Regions from separate parts of the Gossypium hirsutum genome. Here regions 1 and 2 are each linked to region 3. Evidence: chromatin contacts called from public Hi-C data. All regions are on one chromosome and are shown on one strand. Each heading gives the region's core, a stretch centred on a gene start, on an enhancer-like site or on the middle of the called end of the contact. The rest is flanking DNA. Distances are from core to core; before and after follow the strand shown. Region 1 holds the start of LOC107918068. Region 2 holds the start of LOC107920912 (protein MIZU-KUSSEI 1). Region 3 holds the start of LOC107922557 (B3 domain-containing protein REM16).

What was found. Hi-C and Micro-C count contacts between places; a contact is called where the count stands out from the background.
Region 1: a contact with region 3 is called in a Hi-C map of leaf, with 2.3 times the contacts expected there. The contact joins the promoter of LOC107918068 here to the promoter of LOC107922557 in region 3. A contact is called at or near these places in 6 of 34 Hi-C or Micro-C datasets (callus and leaf).
Region 2: a Hi-C map of leaf shows a contact between it and region 3, with 3 times the contacts expected there. The contact joins the promoter of LOC107920912 here to the promoter of LOC107922557 in region 3. A contact is called at or near these places in 4 of 34 Hi-C or Micro-C datasets (all in leaf).

The regions. Positions count from the first base shown.
Region 1 is chrD01:20,251,943-20,254,642 of Gossypium_hirsutum_v2.1, forward strand. LOC107918068 reads right to left here and starts at 1,408. Exons shown (of 11, transcript XM_016847573.2): 1 at 555-1,408; 2 at 1-430. The coding sequence starts at 1,310.
Region 2 is chrD01:20,146,909-20,149,608 of Gossypium_hirsutum_v2.1, forward strand. LOC107920912 (protein MIZU-KUSSEI 1) reads right to left here and starts at 1,342. Exons shown (of 1, transcript XM_016850744.2): 1 at 431-1,342. The coding sequence starts at 1,294. The coding sequence ends at 590.
Region 3 is chrD01:20,007,424-20,010,123 of Gossypium_hirsutum_v2.1, forward strand. LOC107922557 (B3 domain-containing protein REM16) reads right to left here and starts at 1,433. Exons shown (of 5, transcript XM_016852643.2): 1 at 1,185-1,433; 2 at 329-458; 3 at 1-119. The coding sequence starts at 439.

The DNA of each region.
Region 1 (2,700 bases), core at 158-2,657, 240 kb after region 3:
CAGCAGCTGACAAATTGGCTTGTTCCACTGAACTACCATGCTTATTCATCAATGCAAGTGTTCTCGGAGTATCCCTATCTAATTCTGATGGGGTATCATTTGAATGATCTAATGTCATATGCTCAGTTGTTCTCGACAGCCCTATAGCAGTCGTCCCTTCAAGAATTTTAATTCCAATCCCTTTCATCCCTCTTCCACCATCATCATCATCATCATTTCTCTCTCCCTCGTCTAAATGCATGTCACCTTCTTCAATAACTTGAACAGCTGCAGCAATATCTCTCATTTCTGCATTTCCCGGTAGCCAAGGCTTAAAAGATTCCTTTTCTACACACTCGCAATTGGATGTAACAATATCCATTATAGCAGCCACAAGCATACTTCTACCTTTCAAAGAATCAGAAATATCGAATGAACTACGACCCGAATGCTGCTCCCACACAAAAGCTATTTATCAATGGTAAAACAAAAAACTTAGAAGCACCAACAAGATTAGGGTGCAAAAAAGTTACATTTTCATAATCAGTAGATAACAAAAAGAAATAAAAACGTACCCTTTTAGATTTATTTTGAGGTTGACATGAAAAAATGAACCTCAACAGATAGGAAACGGCGCCTGGTCTTCCAAGCACGTCTTTGCGCACGTCGGGATCCGCAATTAAGTAAGCCAATGCCCTCGCCGACTCGGCCTGAGTGCCGCAAACATCTGCTTTGCCCACTGCTACCGTCTCCAGCAGCCAATCAACTACCGCGCCGCCACTAGCGTTCACAATCGCCGCTCTGCGGCTCGCATTGGCAGCGGCAATGTCCGCAAGCAAAGACGCCACGCGTAGCTCGAACCCAGCCCGAACTTCGTGGTTTGCGGATGACATCACCGACCTCAACGATTGCCACAAAACAGAGGCGGCGACGCTGGTTTGTTTGGCTTGGTGGACGATCCTCCGGAAGGACTCGTTCGATTTTTGCATCGTGTGCTCGATTGAGTCGTAAAGAGGACTTCTCCTAGGGCTAGGGTTACCGTCGGAGGATTCATTGCCTTCATTGGCAGATAAAACAGCGACGGAAGCGACGATAGCGGAGAGGAGAGTGGCGGAGAGGGCCAAAACGGAATTTCGAGAAAGAGAAACCGTTGCAGAAGGGCGAGTTGAAAGCTGAGTTTGAAAATATTGCGGCGGCGGTGATTGGGAAGGGACGGGTTGCCGGTTTTTGAGATTGTTAGGGGATTCAACGGAGTTGGGAGACGAGGAGGAAAACCGTCGCGTATAATGAAGATAGCAACGCCGACGAGATCTTAAGCAGTAACGAAGCATAATTTTAATTGGAAAAAATAAAGGAAAGGATTGGGAAATTCCGTTGAAGCCGCTGTTCAAGAGGATGGCGGGAGGAAAATGGTTGTTTATATATATAGATGGTAAGGACGGTCTACAAAAATGGAATTTTCTAGCCGCATATGCCAACCTTTTTGTCCTTTCCAATACCAGGCCTTTCAATTTTATACCTTTTACAATTTAGTTTCATGGGCCTACTTAAAATGGGTTTAATAGTCTCTACAAACAAATCATGAATTTAAACTCGATTTAACTTGGTTTTATCAAATTCACCTGAATTTGATATGATTTGAACCTGAATTTATTTTTAAACCAACTCAAATTTAACTTGATTTGGATCTAGAATTACCCATTTTTTTCACTTCTTTCGTCCCTTTCTCGTCGCATCATTGACCACTGTGTTTTTTTCCTTATTCTTTCATTAACTCTAATCTTGTCATCCAACAAATCACCCAAAACCCTAACTTCACTTGGTTCCCGCATCACTTCTTTACTTTCTTTACTAATGTAGTCAGTTCCAACCATTTTAATTGATATGTACCGTTCCACCTACTGGTACATGAATAATGTTAAAAAATATAATATTTATACTTTTTTATTATTATAGTAATGAATAATACAAACTTTTCCTCAACATTATGAACCGATTCGTGCATGAATATTTTATATTGAAATTTATTTAATATAACCATTTGATATTTGTAAATATTAATATATATATTAAATATTTTTTAAAAATATTGATAAATCCAAAATAAGCGTTATCAATACGCACCAATTCCAATAGAAAAACGATGTATCTACTAGACTATCTCGCTTTTTGCGCCTTGCAATTTGCGTCAACATCGTCATGCATCCTCCATGATCCCTACCCTTGCATCCTTAACTATCAATGACACTAGAGCATGAACTGCCTCAAGACCCGTCAAACAAACTCAATTCCATAAGTAAAGTGTGGCCTCTAACATCGCCTCCTATGCATTCTTAATCAATTAAGGCGACCCATTGTTATCAATGATGATCAATGCGTAAAGAATATCACGTTTTGACTCAAATTTTTCAATAAATTTTTTACAATTTTTTTTTATTTTTATAATTTTTTCATATTTTTATAAAATTTAAATACTTATTTTTTTATAATTTTAATTTAAAATACTATGTGATAGATGATATGTCATACCACATCAACAAAGTTATCAAATGAGGTGTCACATTACATCAGTAATGACATCAACAAAATCATCAAATAAAATGCCATGCTACATTAACAAAGTTGTTGATTAAAATCAAATTTATTTGACAAAAAATTCAACAATGTGGGCGACATTCAGAAAAAGAAAAAGAAAACTTAAATAACAATGAAAAAGCAAAA
Region 2 (2,700 bases), core at 92-2,591, 140 kb after region 3:
AAATTAATAAAAATGAGTATAATTATTTTATCCAGGTTAACATTTAAAAGTTTATAATTTTTTAAAATTTATATATTTTTTAAATTTATATTTATCACGTGGTATATTGAAAGGCTGCCACATGTTATCAACTAATTAATTATTAGTGTCACATAGAAATTAAAAGTTTAAATATCAATTAGTTACTTTTGGACAAAATTAGAAAAATTACATATTAATTTATTATTATTATTATTATTATTATTATTATTATTATTATTTTCCAACTTCGTGAAACTACTTATTTTGATGAGTGGATTTTGATTTGATTCTAAAGGAAGCAATAACTAAGGTAGCTAGTACCTGTGGGGTTGCTTTGTATTTTCTTAACCAGAACCAGAAATTTGCAGATCAAACTAACTTCAGACCAATTGACAGATTGTAAACATGATTTAACATGTTGAATGAACATTTTAATTCATAGTCCCAGTTTTGAGAGAGGGAAGCCTGGTTTTTGGGGCATTCATGTAATTCACAAACATTAAAGAGAAAAGTTGATATGGTACACAAGTAAAATATCCAAGTATCTAAATGAACACAAAAGGAAATTCTAATTAGATCTTACAAAGAAAATACTTAGTTCAGGACCAGATGCTGCACCATCTGGATTGATCATATAGAAAGCTTCCGAGTCCTTTGATCCAACCACTCTCTCAAATCTAGCTCTCATATACGTCAGTTCCCCATCGGCCGTCACTGTTTCCTTGTCGTTTGGGCTAGGAAGCACCCCAGCACCCATCGAAACCCCTCGCAAAAGCTGCATGACATGAAACTCGTCATCCGACAATTGTTTCCTTCTAATAGAATAACCCATCTTTCTGCCATTGCAGAACACTGCCCACACGAACTCCTCCAACACTTTCTTCTTATGCGTCTTGGTTTCACTCTCCAAAGCTATTCTCACAATATCAGACGCCATTTCCTTTTGAAGTAAGCTGGTTAGCATTGGTAGTTCAATCACGAATATGGGCACGCTGTAGGGATCGTCTTGTATGGCTAAGCAAACTCGGCCTTTACGATACCCGAAAATTGTACCCGTTGTAGCACTATCTTTAAGCATTGGCTTCCGGGGTCGACCCAATAGTGCTACCATCTTGCACCCGGAGGTTAGCATGGGGAAAAGCTTGAACATACGCAAGAGACCGCCACTACTACTGGTGGATTTCCGGTGCTTTTCGCCGGGAGTTGGCCGGAGCAAAGACAGTATTGCCGGATTATCCATTTGGAAATATGGACTGGAGTGAATGGGTGGCATCGTTGGACTTTGTTTCAAGTATTCAATTCAAGGGAGGGGGCTATTGTGAGTAGAATTACAAAGATAAAATTAATATAGAGGGAGAAATGGGGACCAAGGAGGGGTCTACTTGGTTTTCATTATCCGTGGAATCTTTGAGGTGGGGTAGAGAAGACGAAGAAAGCCTGAAAGAGACGTTCCCTTTATATATAATTTAGAAATATATATAATAAAATTTAAAAACTTTACATTTCAATCAAGGTTATTTAATTTTAATATGAATTTATTATTCAGTGGTAATCTAATAAATTTGATTTATTTTTTTATTATATTGTGTATATTTTCAATTGTGAAAACATTAAGGTTGTTGTACAAAAAGAGATACAAGCATAAGCTTGGTAGTAAATCATTTAACAAATATTAGTAGAAGCACCCATTCAATACCTTCCACCAACAAACACTTCTTAATCAATGAAATTGCATCAACAAAAAACAAAGTAGATCTAATACTCTCAAGTTCATAGCGGATTCTAGTTTCTATTTGTAGGACATCATAATTCACTATTTCCTTATTGCAAATTCGATCTTTAATTTGCTGCACATTCTGTCGTTAATGTTGACATTTACTCATCAATTTTTAAATACAAAGCTAATTGTGTTTCAACCTCATATGCCTATGCCTACAAAATTATAGTAATTAATTAGGGTGAAGAGAGGAAGGTGAAAAAGATACGATAAAAGGAGGTCGGACCACAACTTGTGTTGAGAAAAACACTCTCGAAAGGAGGAAAGAAAGGACTCTTGTAATGTTGGGTTTATAGCATGTGACTCTCTGATATATCTGCTTTATGCTTCCTCCCCCCCCAAATAAAAAAATAAAAGAGAGAAAAGAAGAAGAAGAAGAAGAAGAAAACCCATCACAAATTCTCACTAATTATTGAGGTTCAGCTCATGTTCCACTGTTTCATCCATGGACAATGGGGCAAAGCAAAAAAAATGGAACACCTTTGGTTATGCTTGTGACCGACTTTTCTTTATTGCTGACAGGCCATGTAGTTGAATGATTAATATTTGGAGAAATAAAACAAAGAAAATGATAAAGAATATAATGGAGAAGAGAAATAAATTTTGTATGAAAAAATTCTTTCAAATAATCTTTTATTTCAAGCACACAAAGTTAATAATTCTTCATCACATACAACTCTTTATATAGGAGTTGTAAGTGACTATTTATCTATATCACTATATGCTAGGAGTTGTGACTATTCATGCATGTGTGTATCTTTTCATATTCAAGCCTCTTAACTTTTCATCTTCAAGCCTCTTCACTATTCATATTCAAGTTTTTTCACTTTTCATATTCAAGTCTCTTCACTCTTCTAACTTTTCATAATTTATTTGTGCAAGGTTAATTTAATTATGTGCCA
Region 3 (2,700 bases), core at 183-2,682:
AAGGTATCATCATCATCTACTGTCAGTCTTACATCCCATATGATACCACTAGGACCTTTAAGAGTCACAGTTTCTGGAAGCTTTTTCTTGATGTTCTTAGCAAACTTTTCTGGTATTTCCTGCAGTTTGATATATCATTAAAATGCAAGGTGGAACCTTTCACGAGAATTTTTTAATAATCGGCAAAAGAGGGCGGACAGTTTTCCCTAAAAGCAAAGTCAAGGGATGAACTGCATGTTTCAATCAGAGTTCTTTCTTTCCCCCAAAAAGAGTTTCACTTCAACTAAGCAAAACGCACTAACAAAAAAGGACAAAAGCAGGAACTTACCAACCGCTGAAGAAAATCACCATGGAGAAATTGTGTGAAATGTACAGACTGAAAATGGGTCCAAAAGATTTCCTCTTCCCAGTCCCTACAATCCTTACATGTATCTTCCATTTGCTTTAACCAAAGAGAACTGCAACTCAGAACTCAGATGATCAACAAAACAATAGAAAGTGTTAGAGATGTTGAAAATATCCTACTGCAAAACAAAATCATTAGCAGGGAAAATAAACTAAATGTAAACATATAAAATAATCACTGCGGCATCTAAAAATCGCTGTCTTAGAAGTAAATTCGCCGTAATCTTGTAGTGAAGATCGCCCCTAACGTTAACACAGAACTTCAATATTTATAAAGGTTTTCTAGAAAAGAATCGGGAAAAAAAAATTAGTCGAAAAAATTTGACCCAAAAAACTGCTAAAAGAAACAGACGAGAGAAAAAGAGAAGAATAATCTACTATTAAAATAATAGTGTCAGTTTTTTAAAATAGCAGAGAATTTTCCACAATCAAAAATATTTCCTGCAACAGTAAGAGAATTTTCCCCAACTGAATATTTTTTTGCACTACCAACAGGAGATCTATCTAAAGAAGGAAGCAGACTGCTCACCTTAATGGGTACAACCCAGAAGTCAAAGAAAATGGAAGAAAATAAAAAGAAAAACCCAAAAGTTGTAAGTTATTAGCTATGAAAAGTACAATTCATCTGCAGGCTGGTTCTCATCATTCTGAGATAAATGCTTGGCTATTATAGTTCATTTAGTTTTAAAATTCTGCGTCACTGAAGAAGCCAAAGGCATTATTGAGAAGGTAAAACTAAAGCAAACAAAAATTAGTAAAGATGATCGAATTGTTTGTACCAGAGAGAAGGATGGAGTTGGTGGAGCTGAGACTGAGACTGAGCTTGAGTAGAGGACCCGTAGGGCAGGAGTCTCTTTAGAAGGACGTCTTAAAGGGCGAGCCTTTTTTGTTACGGAGTGTATTAAGAACATAACAAATAGTTTAGAAAACGTGGCACTTGGCAGTTAACATTTCCCACGTTTCGACTTCGGGGACAGCACCGTTTGGTCTGGTTTCCGCAACCCCATTATGTTTGGTCAGGACAAGGGACTAGAAGTGGGTGGCCGGTTCTGCTGTGAGGTTAAAAAAAACGATAAATGACATCAGCAATGACTCAATTTTGATGTAGTTTATAAAATAATTATTTTAATTTCAATTCAATCATCAGCTTTCGAAAAATAATAAATTAATTACTAACGTTATTGGTTATTGAAAAGTGATAAATTAATCAGCTATTAATATTTTCTATCACAGGCCAAAACCCAAACCACAACTTCTAATCTATGCCCTCATGGCCGCAATTGTTGTGTCGCCAAACCACAACTTCCAATCTTATGTTGCCAAAATTAGAAACAAATATTACAACCCAACTATTCGTGGAAATGTCACAATCAGTTAGCCAGATATGAATAAAAACATCCAAATATAAACATATATATTATGTCAATATCTATCCAAAAACATTTTCAACATTGTCTATGGAGAAGTTTAAATAGAGACATATGGATATAAAAGAAATTTACCTGGACATGAAGGGTGGAGCAATTACTAGGGTTTTTTATAAAAATATTATAAAAAATACAAATTTACTAAAATGTTATAAATTTTTTTATTTACCAAAATATATAAAAAAACAAAAAAACAAAACAAAAAAATTTGCAAAAAAATCAGATCGATGTGACGGGACCTTGGTCACGCCAATGGTATTGGCGGCACCAAAGGTGCCAAAACCATTGGCGGCACCAATGGTGCCAATACCATTGGCGGCACCAGTTAATAATAGGGGGGGTCGATGGTGGGGGCAGAAGGAGAGGGAAAGAAAGAAAGAAAGAAAGGAGAGGAAAGAAAGAAAAAGAAGGAAAGAAAAGGAAAGGAGAAGAGAAAAAAAGAAAGAAGAAGAAGAAAAGGAAAAGAGAAGAAAAAAGAAAGAAAGAAGGAAAGAAAAGGAAAGGAGAAGAGAAAAAAAAAAGAAGAGGAGGGAAGGAAGGAAAAAAAGAAAAAAAGGTAATTTTATTTATAAATTTAATTTTTTTGTAATATTTGTGTATTTAAAATTTATGTTATGTACATTATAGTTATTTTATTATTTTATTTAGCATATATATTTTATGAAATATATTTAGAATGAAAAAATAATGGTATGCACATTGTATGTTGATTAGGGATTTTTTTTATGAAATTTACTTAGGAATTTGAAATTTAAATTTTAGGAAAATAACATTAAAAGTAAAATGACAAAGAAGTATGTTTAAGAAAACATAAAATACGAAAAGAAAAAACGGGAATTGTATATTTATCGAAAATAATAAAATGTGG